Linked DNA regions of Mus musculus: regions 1 and 2 are each linked to region 3. A link is a contact called in public Hi-C and promoter capture Hi-C data. All regions are on one chromosome and are shown on one strand. The core of a region is the stretch at or near the end of the contact, and the rest is flanking DNA. Distances in the headings are between cores, read along the strand shown.

Evidence for each region. Promoter capture Hi-C pulls out the DNA fragments that hold promoters and counts their contacts. Hi-C and Micro-C count contacts between places; a contact is called where the count stands out from the background.
Region 1: a promoter capture Hi-C map of pre-B cells shows a contact between it and region 3. The contact joins the promoter of Coq3 here to the promoter of Ndufaf4 in region 3. A contact is called at or near these places in 2 of 39 promoter capture datasets (cranial neural crest and pre-B cells).
Region 2: a Hi-C map of CD8 T cells shows a contact between it and region 3, with 10 times the contacts expected there. The contact joins the promoter of Ggh here to the promoter of Ndufaf4 in region 3. A contact is called at or near these places in 2 of 484 Hi-C or Micro-C datasets (CD8 T cells and rod photoreceptor).

What each region holds. Positions count from the first base shown.
Region 1 is chr4:21,877,203-21,881,188 of GRCm38.p6, forward strand. Coq3 (coenzyme Q3 methyltransferase) reads left to right here and starts at 2,444. Exons shown (of 7, transcript NM_172687.2): 1 at 2,444-2,594. The coding sequence starts at 2,486.
Region 2 is chr4:20,039,321-20,043,301 of GRCm38.p6, forward strand. Ggh (gamma-glutamyl hydrolase) reads left to right here and starts at 2,732. Exons shown (of 9, transcript NM_010281.2): 1 at 2,732-2,962. The coding sequence starts at 2,854. It overlaps 4930598A11Rik (a long non-coding RNA gene), which reads right to left and starts at 2,584. Exons shown (of 2, transcript XR_881147.2): 1 at 1,908-2,584.
Region 3 is chr4:24,896,333-24,900,433 of GRCm38.p6, forward strand. Ndufaf4 (NADH:ubiquinone oxidoreductase complex assembly factor 4) reads left to right here and starts at 1,751. Exons shown (of 3, transcript NM_026742.4): 1 at 1,751-1,970; 2 at 2,241-2,344. The coding sequence starts at 1,835. It overlaps Gm46848 (a long non-coding RNA gene), which reads right to left and starts at 1,790. Exons shown (of 3, transcript XR_001784261.2): 1 at 358-1,790.

The DNA of each region.
Region 1 (3,986 bases), core at 1,194-3,693, 3.0 Mb before region 3:
ATTGTCCTGTAACTCTTCCACGTTTGCTCCGTGCATGCCTGCACATATATAGTAAGTATGAAAAAAGCTGAAGGAATCCACGTTCTCTAGTGTAGGAGTCATTGTGATTTTGTGAATATGGGTGGACTCCACCCTATTTGGAGAATTACAAGATTGCTTTAAGGCCCCAAAATATCAATATTGTGCAGTTCCAGTAATGTATGTGTTTTCTGCCTTTGTAAACTGTCTTGTCGATTTTGTACTGCACAATAGGTAAATGCCCAAATATAGTCCATTTTAAAGAAATATGAAGAATAATGGCAGAAGAGCTTTACAACTTTTAAAAAACTTGTAATGTGTATGTATTTTATGTGTATTGGTGTTTTGCCTTCATTTGTCTCCACTCTGAGTTCCTGAGTTCCAGTTGTGAGTCACCATATGGGTGCTGGGAATTCAACCTGGTCCTGTGGATGCTGGGAATTCAACTTTGTGAATGAGCAGCCAGGGCTTTCAGCCACTAAACCATCACCAAGGGGCTCTGGGATTTATTTCTTTAATGGGGTGTGTGTGATTTTTCTAGACCCTGGGCTTTAAAACTTTTTAGTTGGAAATTTTTAGGAGTTGCATAAGGCTAAAAATTCCTATAGTAAGTTAAAAAAATTAACATTGAAGTTTCTAAACTGAACTAGTGATAGTGAGTGTATATCTGTGTTAGGGTGCCCACAAGGACCTGAAGAGGGTGTTAGGTGCCCTAGATAGGGAGTTACATATGGTTGTGAGTCACAGTGTGAAAACTGAAACTTGGGTCCTCACTGAGCCATTTCTCCAACTCCCCTGTAAGTTCAGTTTTAAATAGAATGTGGCAATATAGAATTTCTCAGAGTGGATACCGTGTGATAGACTTTTTGAGTAAGTCCAAGAACTCATTCAGCTGGATGGATGTAGTAGATTGTTCAAAGGGATAAAGCTTGTGTAGACATAAAGTGACTTACCCTTCATTTTTTATTAAAGAACTAGAACACATTGCAAATGTTAAATGGGTGTTGAGTTTTCTAAAATATGTATGAGCTAGTTTACAGCTTGTTCATAAGTAAGACTGGAGTTACTCTGGAACTTTCCTACAGTAATGGCTACATACTGCATTACAGTCACCACAATTTTATTTCTGACACAGCTCAACTGAACTTACAGAAAAGCGTTTTGTTGCTGCGTGGGGGGATTTAGAGGGTTCTTTGCTTCCTACCAGTATTTAAGCATATCACTTCCTGCCTTTGCTGAAGCGAGACTGGGATGGCTATGGAGCTGTGTGGTGTACACTTAATGTTAAGTACAGTCCATGCACAGAAGTCCTTAAGAGTGTTAACCATGATTTTCCGTGGGTCTGTCAATCCAGCAAAAACATGACACTTCAACTTGTGTATAAAACTTTCCACCTTCATTTGGAGAAATGGCCATATACCTCCAAACACAGGGACCTCTGACAGTGATAGAGCAGCTGGTTTTCATACAGCTTATGAGGTTAGTATTTTAGCTCAGAGGATGAGAGCTTAGTAAGTTTCCCCGATTTAAAGGACAGCACTGCCTGCTGAAATGTAGAATGACGCCCTAAATTTTAGGAGTTTACCCTTCTTTTTATGAGGGCATTATTTTTTATTTTGTTGTTTGTTTTTTAACCGTTCCTGGTTTGCTTTTAGTTGCTGGGATAAAACACTGACTAAAAGCAACTCTAGGAAGGGTTTCTTTCTCTTTGGCTTAGAGATCCTAATCAATCATTGAGGGAAGTCTGGGCGAGATCCATAAATGCAAGCTTCAGATACAACCCAGTTCCACTTTCCAAAGGGCTGAACATCAATCAAGAAAACGCCGCCCCACAAACACGCAGTTCAGTCTAATGAAGGCAATTCAGGAGAGGGTCCCTGTTTCCTGGTGAATCAAATTAATGTCAAGTTGACAAAAAAAAAAAAAAAAAAAAAAACTAGTATGAACTTCATATTAGATTCATACTAGAATCTTTCATACTGCTCCGTTTCTACTTCCAATAAACGTCTAAACTGAGTGTAAGGAGTTTTCTGCTACATACGGTGTATCCTGAACAGAATAAAGGGTCAGTTTCAAAGAATGTACTTTAGATGTGGACTTCTGTTCTCTGTGATTACTTGAGCGCATTGAAAGAGAATGGGTTTCTCGGAAAAAGCATTTCCGTACTTGATTTTAAGCATTAGAGTCGGTTTTCCAAGACTGAGGAGATAGCTCGTAAATACGAAAACAGCACGGCGTGACTCGTAGGACGAGAAGGTAGGTAGGTCTTCGTGGCCTTTTATTAGGAACATCTCTTTATTTCATTGCAGACATAATTTGATAGAGGAGCTCGAGTTAACGGTGACCACAAATTCACATTAACTAATGCAAATGCAAAAGCCGGCATCCGCGAGTGTAGGAGGCGGAACCCTTCCGCTGGGGATTTGTTGTGAGGAGGGACCGGAAAAGGAGTAGGATTCTAGTCGCGATGTGGAGAGGTGGAAGGCTGGGCTCTCGTGGGGTTCGTCTCCTGGAAACGCTAGGGTTTGGGTGCCCCAGCGCGGTCGCCCAGCCTCCTCGCCTAACTTCACGGTCGGGTGAGTGTCGCCGGCGCGGAGGTTCTTCCGCACGCCTCGGGTGCCGGGGCGGCTCTGCGCAAGCGCGGCAGAGAGCGGTGGGCTGTCCGGCTCCGTGGGGTCTGGTTAAAAGCAGCGCCGCGCTGCCCCGTCCTCATCCCTGGTGACCTCCGGGACCTGGTGTTGCTCTCTCCAGCGGCTACAACCCTCCAGGTCTGAGAAGCCAGGGGAAAAAGGCTGAGGACTAAGGATCTGGGCCTCGGAGAGCGTGTCTCTTGTGCCGCCGCCGCCGGGTAGCCCACGACCTTTGCCCTATTTTATTTGCGTTCTATGAGCTTGTGGCCCGGGAGCCGCCATTCAACTTGCTGGATCCTGGAGGTGGTTCTTGCTTTCCAAACCAAACCAAGAAAGACACACGGGGAACGTCCTAGCGCTGCCTCACTACTTTATTGCTCACCATCTTACCGTCCCCGCCAAAGAATTTAAGGCATTTATGCTCTTGTTTGGCAAATAAAGTAAAGAGCTAACTGCATTTGGTGCTATAGATTTTTAAACGCAAGTAGTACGCAGATAATTAGGTTCAACCTTTACAAGAAAATGACCAGGCCGGGCGTGGTGGCACACGCCTTTAATCCCAGCACTCAGGAGGCAGAGGCAGGCGGATTTCTGAGTTCGAGGCCAGCCTGGTCTACAGAGTGAGTTCCAAGACAGCCAGGGCTACACAGAGAAACCTTGTCTCGAAAAACAAAAACAAAAACAAAAAAAAAAACAAAAAAAAAAAAGAAAAAAAAAGAAAAGAAAATGACCACTATATGGTAGAGATTGGTATGGTTGGGAATTTTAATATGACAGTAACAGCAATAATACCTATTTAAATACTACTGAAAAAAATAATTATAATTTTTAAGAGAGCAAGATATAAATAAATATTAATGAACTTGGAGATCTAGATGGAATTACGATTCCAACTTTAATTTTCTGGAGAGATGATTTTATACTCTTCTATTGTCTTTTATAAGATTTTATTGTCTTTATATACATTTATACTCTTTTATTGTTTAAACTTTGTCTTCCAGAACAATCCGAGTCATTGTTCCAGAGATCCAGAACATCTCTGGTCCATTTTTTAGAAACCTTTTAATGTGTGTCTCATACATCAGAAGACCCACCTGCCTCGGCCTCCCAAGCTGTTGTGATTGGCATGTTCTTCCCTTACGTATAGTCACCTCCTCCGTGCCTTTGCCAGCTCTGCTGACATGATGCCATTGCTCTAATTTGTACTTGTCTCACCACATCTTCATGTCACTGCCAGTCTTTTCTGGTATGGGCATGGGTATGGGTGTTTGCTTGCATCTACAGCTGCAGACCACAGGCTGTGTGTGCCTGATGTCCTTACAGGCTAGAAGAGAGCAT
Region 2 (3,981 bases), core at 1,482-3,981, 4.9 Mb before region 3:
CAATATGTTTTATCATGTAAGGGTATTGAGGAGCATGCTGTTTTCTTCTTTATATAATTACTCACCTAAAAAAAATGGAATGTAGCCACATTGCAATTTTTATACTGCTTGAAAGATTTTTTTTGGAGGGATATAAGATATGGGAGAAAAAAATAAAGTTGTTGGAGCCTCGCTTTATCCACCAAGTGTGTGTGCGTATATGCCTGTTTTACATTAGTTGTTGAGACCACATCTCCTCCTTACATTACTGAACTCACTGCCAGACCTGGCCTCCAGCAACCAGGGAGCCAGCAATGGTGGCATATGTTTTTAATTCTGGCACTTCGGAGGCAGATAGATCTCTATATGTTTCAGGCAAATCACCAAATGACAGCATAACAGGACCACAAAATAAGAGGATTCCTTATAATTCCTGGGCAGGTGTTTCAGGAGTGATAGCTTAAAGTTAATTGGTAAGGAGGGGGGCTGTTAAGATGATGACAGGGGAGGCCAGAGGAGCTTTCAGAGAAATCCAGCAAACAAAGGAAAATATGTGACTTTTATACTTAACACACACACACACAGACACACACACACACACACACACACACACAGCATTTCATTGTGTAACCTCTGCTAGCCTTGAATTCCACCTGCCCCTGCCTCTTCAGTGCCAGAATAGAGGTGTGTACACCAAGTTACCTGGTGGTTGTTGGGTTTTTGTTGTTGTTGATGTTGGTTTTTTTGTTTGTTTGTTTGTTTGTTTTTTATAAGTTTTGATGGCGGGTAAGAAGTTTTACATCATTCGATTTAGTTTGGGATAAGTGACAAAGTGCATGGAAGAGCCAGGTGGTGGTCAGCAACACAGATTAGTGACTACTGTTAGTCCTCAACATAGAATAGTTGCTTGATTTTCTGTCCCAGGGAGAGAGGTACAAGGTGCATGGTCTGATGTCTTTAGGCTGGGGGATCAGGCTTCTTAGGTCTCTGTTCTAACAGGCACTAGCATCTTGGCCTCTGTTTATAGCCTCATAGCCAATGCCATCATGTATGGGAGTGGAAGGGTAAGAGAGTTCATATGATACAAAAGGAAGCAAGAGAACCAACAGGGGCATGTGTCGTTCCACGTACAACAACCCCCTTTTAAGGAAAGTATGCACTCCCGTCAGACTTGACCCATATCTGTGAGATAGCAGCAATCTATTTATGAGGGTGGAGTCCCCATGACCTAGTTTAGTAAGATCATGTAGTAGACACATATTTATACCTTGAGAAGTAGTAGATTACAGAATACGTGACTTTCCACCTCTAGCAGAAATTACCTAATAGCTTCCTAAAACAGTTAAAAATAATTGATAAGCTATCAGAACTATTAAAATTTAACATGGCCAAACCCATTCGTTTTTCATTAATACTTGATTTTTTAAATGTTTTATGATGTTCATAAAACTTGATATCTTATGAAAACATCTGACCATCAAAGTTATGAATGGATACACATATAATTTATATTTTCATACCAAAGTCTAGTATTTCCCCTTTCCCCTTTGTATCTTTTCTCTATCTGGATTTTATTTTTGTGAATAATAGCAGATAATTTTCCTCCTTTGTGGATAGATGCTGCTCCAGAGGCATGGATGCATATTTGCAATAGATCCTTATCAACTCAGGCTCAATCCTGCTTTGCATTTTCTCAATATCTTTCGACACTCCAGTCTACAATAGTCTTGCTAAACTAAACAATGTATTGCATTTCTTGATGAATGCCAGAACCTTGTCACTAGTTTTCCACAAGTCACATTGTATGTTTTTCCCCCTAAATTGTATACCTCTTACACAAATAACACCATTCAAAATACCGTTTCATCTTCAACAGATTTTCTATTTTAACCTGGAGTTTAGTTGAACCTTGATAGGAAGAAACTTACCTTGTGCTGCTGGCTATGAGTGCATGCATTTGAACATTCAAAATATATTAGTCAACCTGAGTTTTTAACTGCTTAGCTTTGCTCTTATCATTTTATAAGATACTAGTGGTTTTCTGGGGTTGCTGGTAACAGCGAAGTTAATCAAGCACTTTGTATCGAGTGTGGCCTGGTATTGTTTTTTGGGGGGCTAGGTGGCAAGAATCAGCCCCTTCCCTTGACAGGGTTCTAAAGGAAAGGGAGACACAAGTACTCTAAGTACTCTGTGCTTTTTACTTCCTCCAGACATCCTTGTGCCCAAATAAATATGTTATCAGTGGTTTTTCGGAAGTGAACCCCTGTCCTAACATCGAATGCTGTCAGGATATCAAAGCCAGAAAACCTATGCGTTTATGCAGCATAGTTCTCTGGTAACTTCTAGAACCTTGCGGGCCTTGCTGCTTGGTTACCGCACAGAGCCAGGTGGGACCCGAGCTCGCCATCAGGTCCCGGGGTGGTCGTATCCACTTGGTGTAGGTGACCTCGCCAGGCCACATAAGAGTTCACAGGGAGCATTCAGAGGTCTCCACAGCTGCCTTCGCGCGCGTGCCACTCGCTGGGCCGCGGGATGCGAGTTGCAGGTCGCGCGTTGGGCGATGGACAAGCTTGGAGCACGCTCCCAGAGCCTTCTGTCCCCGGCCCGCCCCCGGCCCGCCTCGGCCCGCCCCCGGCCCGCCTCGGCCCGCCCCCCGGCCCGCCCCCCGGCCCCGCCCCCGCCCGGCCCGCCCAGCTCCGCACCGCAAGCACCCGGACTGCACTTCCCAGAGGCCTGAGCGGCGCGGCCTTGCGCGCCCTCGAGCTTGGCACCGCCCAGGCCGCGAGACCGCGCCCCAACCTGGCCGCCGGGCGCGCGCCTGGCTGAAGAACCTTTTTAAGTGGGGGCGGAGGCCGGATTGCGATTGCGATCGCGATGGCGAACCTGGGCTACCTGCTGTGCTTGTTGGGTTTGCTACTATGCGGGCTTTCAAGTCCCGGGATGTCCAGACCCTACAACCATGGCTCCGAGAGGCCCATCATCGGTAAGGAGGCTTGGGGCAGGTGTTGCGGACCGGTAGTCTGCGAGGCGCTCTGTTTCTCAGCGGTGCAGACCCCGCGGCGCGCTTCTCATCAATGGGACCTTATGCTGATGTCCTTCTAGAGACCTCTGCATCTGGAGGATCGGGATCCCAATGAAGGCTCAGCTCTTCGCTACTACTTGGCACCCAAAGCAGCTAGAGGCGGTCCCGTAACTTTTAGGAACCACAGTTGAGGCAAACCCAGGATTTGAGGTTTCCGTGCGGGAAAAGAATTTTAAGGACAGTCAGTGTGAACCAAGCTAGGATGTATCAGAAGTAGGAAGAGAAGAGCTCAAGTTAAGAAGGAAGCAGAGGAGAAATCGTGCTGTGGGTTTCTCAGAGAAGACTCCACCTCGGCTGACCTAGTGCTCAATTTCGTAGTTCAAGAAGTTTCCAGAGGATCTCACTCTTTATTCCTGTTCTCGTAGTCCATAATGATAATTAAGATTATAGGACGGCTGCAGAGGTGCCTTGAATAAGATAAGAGCAAGGAGCTACTAGTGTTGCACAAGGGGTTAGTATGTGTCTTTTACTGTACATGAAGTTTCCAGTGAAATATCAGAGGAAATAACAGAGAAGGGAGAAAGACCTTAAAAATGTTAGTTTACTCTTGAGTGTTAACTGGTGAGAGGATTTAGTCAGATTTCAGGGTGATGGGTGCTTTTCCTGACCTGTGTTTCCACCATTTTCCCTGCCTTTCCAATCCCAGAAATTCTGCACACAGGTAAAACTTACGTTTCTTTGCTCCAGGACATACATGAAGATACAACACACACACACACACACACACACACACACACACATACACACACACATGAAATAGGTAAGAAACTAAAGTGTGTCCTGGACTTGGACTTTGCCATTTTTAGCATCAAGTATCAACATCGACTTTGAGGATTTGAATATTCATTTTATCTCAGCCAAATCGTGACATTGTTTCTGTCTGGCATATTTATGTTTCAATCAGGGTAAAACTGGTTTGC
Region 3 (4,101 bases), core at 501-3,000:
AACTAGCATTTTACTGTTTTGGTGATATTTGGAGTTCATCACTATCATTCATTATCAGCTATCAACCTTACTTCAGTTTGGCTGAGAGAAAAGCAGACTTCTGACTTCCCTTGAGGGTCTGCCTTCAATCCTCAGGCAGAAGCCAGAAAGAAAATCTTAAGTTCAGACCTTCTGCTACATTGTATGTCTTGACAAGAAGAGCTGAAATTATGGATTTATGGTCCAGGATTTTGTTTCCATTCTGATTACCAAAGTAAGATAGCCAAAGGTGGGTTCTGCTGGAGCCTCTCTGCCTTGTTTTGGTCTTTAAGGGTCTGAGTAACCCCAGGCCAAGGCTAGATAAAACAATAGGCTCACCTGCCACTGTCTCTTCCAGTGTCAAATCCAAGCTTTCCTGCGTGTAGAAATTCACAGATCTTTAATTTTGTACTATCTGCTGTCCTGGACTCACTCGAAACTCTTGTGTAAGGTTACTTTCATGTAGCCCTAAGTTTGGTGGAATCACATGAAAATTTAAAATACTTTAGCAGGCAGTGAGTGGAATTGCTACTATAATTCTTAAAGCACAGAACAGACTTAATGAGGCCAAGGAACATTTCTTGATGTCCAGAGAAATTGGTTTTAAAAAAAAGGCACCCAGTTATGAACTTGTTTAAAAAGCTCTCAGATGGAAATCTTGGAGCAGACTGCCACCTTCAGGATAACTAACAAATTAACTCACTGAACACGGTTTTAGCTTCTACATAACCCATCTCCAGAGACAGGTTTCATAAGCAACAGTGAGAACTTTACCCCTCTAGTGTTTTCTCTATTATGAAACAGTTTAATTAGTAATAGTCCTTAAAAAAATGAAAACCCCTCCCCCTAATTTTTTTCTTTAAGTTGGTTAGACACAACTAATCTATTCACCTAACCAACCAGGCTAAAATCTTTAATAGATTTCACAACCACAGTCTGGGAAAAATATTAATTCGAAAACTTATTTTCTTGCTGGTGGGCTTTAAAAACTATGGGCCAATCACATTGAATACTTTCGGAAACGTAAAAGAAGGAAGAGACAAAGGGTGGGTGGAAGAGAAGGGGAAAGGAAGATAGAATGTGTACCGTAGATTTTTTTTTTCTTTTTCCAAATACAGCGTTAAGTTACACCAGGGTTTGCCAAGATTACAGAGACTCGAGAGGCAGTAGAGCTGAGAAATGGGGCTGAGAAGAGCACGGTGATTCAGCGCTAATGGAGGAGTATGTCAAGTTAGTACTACTTATGAGAGAAGGGGAAGGAAAGCCTAAAACTCATAGCACTAGGGACAAAGTGGCAGGAAAATGGTATGTCAAGATAGTGAAAGAGTTAAAACAAACAAACAAAACCAACACAAAATTGGCTCAGAAAGCTCCAGGCAAGGGACAGGAAAATAAGGGCTGTTAGAATGGAATTGCGGCTGAGAACAAATATTCTCAATTTCTCAAAAGCATGGGCAGGTAAATTCAGAACCTTGACCCTGCGCTCTGCCCTCTGAAGAGGTTGGAAGATCTCCGCTCCACACTGGCTACTCGGGATTTTGCAACCGTGGGATCACAGCAGCTCATCCTTAAAGACTCCGGAGTCGCCGGCCGGCGTCCCTGACAACGCCCAGATGTCTGCGCATGCGCCTGTGCGGAAGGGTGGGCGGGGCGGAGTCCAGGGTGCGTCCTCCCGGCCACCAGGGGGCGACGAGCGCGTCCTCGGCGTTTTACCGGTGCCTGGCCCCTGGTGTGCGCATGCTCCGTGCGTACAGAGGTCACCGGTGCCGGTGGCTTCTACACGTGCGTAGTGAACTAAGGGCATCATGATTTAGAGATGGGGGCTCGCGTGACCCGCGCCTTAAGGAACTTCAACGTGGAGAAGCGAGCGGAGCGAGAGATCAGCAAGAGGAAGCCCTCCATGGCACCCAAGCACCCTTCTACCCGCGACCTCCTGCAGGAGCACCGGAGTCGTGAGTGCAGTCCCTCCCAGGCCTCCGGTGACATTGAGGTCGTCCCCGCGCGGGCCCCGGGTGGTGGCGGCTGGAAGGAATCCCGGAGCCCAAGGCAGCCCGCGCTCTCTCCCGGCGTCTGCGCAGGCTGCACGCAGACTCTCGTCCAAGTGTTTGCCCCAAGATGTCCAGATGATTTTTTTTTTTAATATTGTACATGTTTACGAGTTTAGAGATTTTTTTCCTTAAAAAAAAAAAAAAAAGATACTATGGCTTATTTTCTTTCCTTAGAGTATCCAGAAATCGAAGAAGTTGTTTCTAAAAAAGATAACAAGCTGCTGTCATTGCTAAGAGATGTATATGTCGATTCCAAAGATCCGGTGCCTGCCTTGCCGGTAATGTATACGTTAATTAAGTTGGCAGTTTATTTTGGAGGTCTGAGAAAGTGATCAAGAAAAAGAGGGCAACGAGTGAAAGTGCAAAGTGTGTGTGTGTGTGTGTGTGTGTGTGTGTGTGTGTGTGTAGAGGGGAGCAGTCAGTGTAGAGCACAGACAGCTAGACACAGGCAGGCCTGGACCCCCTTCGATACTTAGGGTATACTTAGGGTATACTTAGGGTATACTTAGGGTATACCGAAAGACCTGTGAAGGGATTGATTGGATGGACCTGTGTGAATTGTTTATTGCAGAAGTTGTAGGGTTGGGTTACGGCATTTTTTAGTGGTTTTCTGAGTGACCAGTATGACTTTGAGAGCTATTTCATATTCTGTAAATTAAGATGCTCTTAATGACAACCTCAGTGTTTGGGGGTTTGGAGTGGGGGCACGTTCATAGTTTTGAGGATGTGTCCCAACAGGATATGTAATATTATATGTAAGTTAATATAGCATGCTGGAATGATGGGTATGTCTCCTGTGTCAGGTGTAAGTGTTGTGTGTAGTGATTAAAACAGTAATTACTCTCTGAGGCCCATGGTACGTTGCGGACCACAGACCATTCCGTGGATGAGCAGCTGTACAACTATAATGTAATTACGGGCTGGGGAAGATGAAAGGCTGCTTCTGAGGAAGTGACATTTAACCCTGGGCCTGGAGTGCAAATTGAAGTTGCAGCCTGGAAGGCAAAGAATTAGATTAAATGAAGAGGAAGTACCAGCCACAGCCCTCAAAGTTTTTTTTGTTTTTTGTTTTCATTACAAAACTTTTTTGTATTATCTAATACTGAGCAAAAGACTGCAATTACAGCTACTTCTATAATATTCATAATTTAATAGTGACAGTAGGATTTAGTTAGTACCAGATTTTCACACAATAAAGATACATTGATTGTTGGCCATAGTGTATTATTTTTAAGCTCAGCAATACTTGGAAGGAGGGTTTCCCATTTATGCTAAGTATGAGGTGCATGTGAGTGTGTGTGTGTGTGTGTGTGTGTGTGTGTGTGTGATTTTTGTGTAAAGATACTTATTTGATATTATACTTGGTATTTAGTCTGTTGAAGTGACCAGTTTAACCTCTTCAAATAGGTGCCAGTCACCTAACTATAATTTATTTACTAATTTTCTGACTTCTGTTTATAGACTTATTGGTTGTTTGGTTTTTGTTTCATCTTTTTCTTTTTCTTTTTCTTTTTCTTTTTCTTTTTCTTTTTCTTTTTTTTTTTTTTCCAAGATAGGGTTTCTCTGTGTAGCTCTGGCTGTCCTGGAACTCACTCTGTAGACCAGGTGTTTTTTGTTTCTTACCACTAGACCCATACTATCTCAATAAAGTGGTATGACACATCCTGGTGACTGTTATAACCTAAAAAAGCTTCATATCTTCTCAAATCACTTCCTTCTAAATGAACTTGGGAATCAGATTTTTAGTGTCTTTAGTAAGCCTTGTTTAGATTTGATGATAATTAGATTGTATTCACAGTTTAACTAAAGAGAGGTAAAGATCTTCTAATTTTTTTAGAAGGTCTTTGAGGAAGGAAGAAAGATGTTATTATTAAGTAGAAATTTTCTTCCCCTCATTTTAATGCACAGGAAAATAATTGATTTTTATTTTCTAGCTATTGACATAACTAGTTAACATATCTGCTAGGAAGTAGTTTTTCAGTTTTTTTGTTTTCTTAATATTTTATATTTATGTGGAATTTGTAAATTTTTTCTG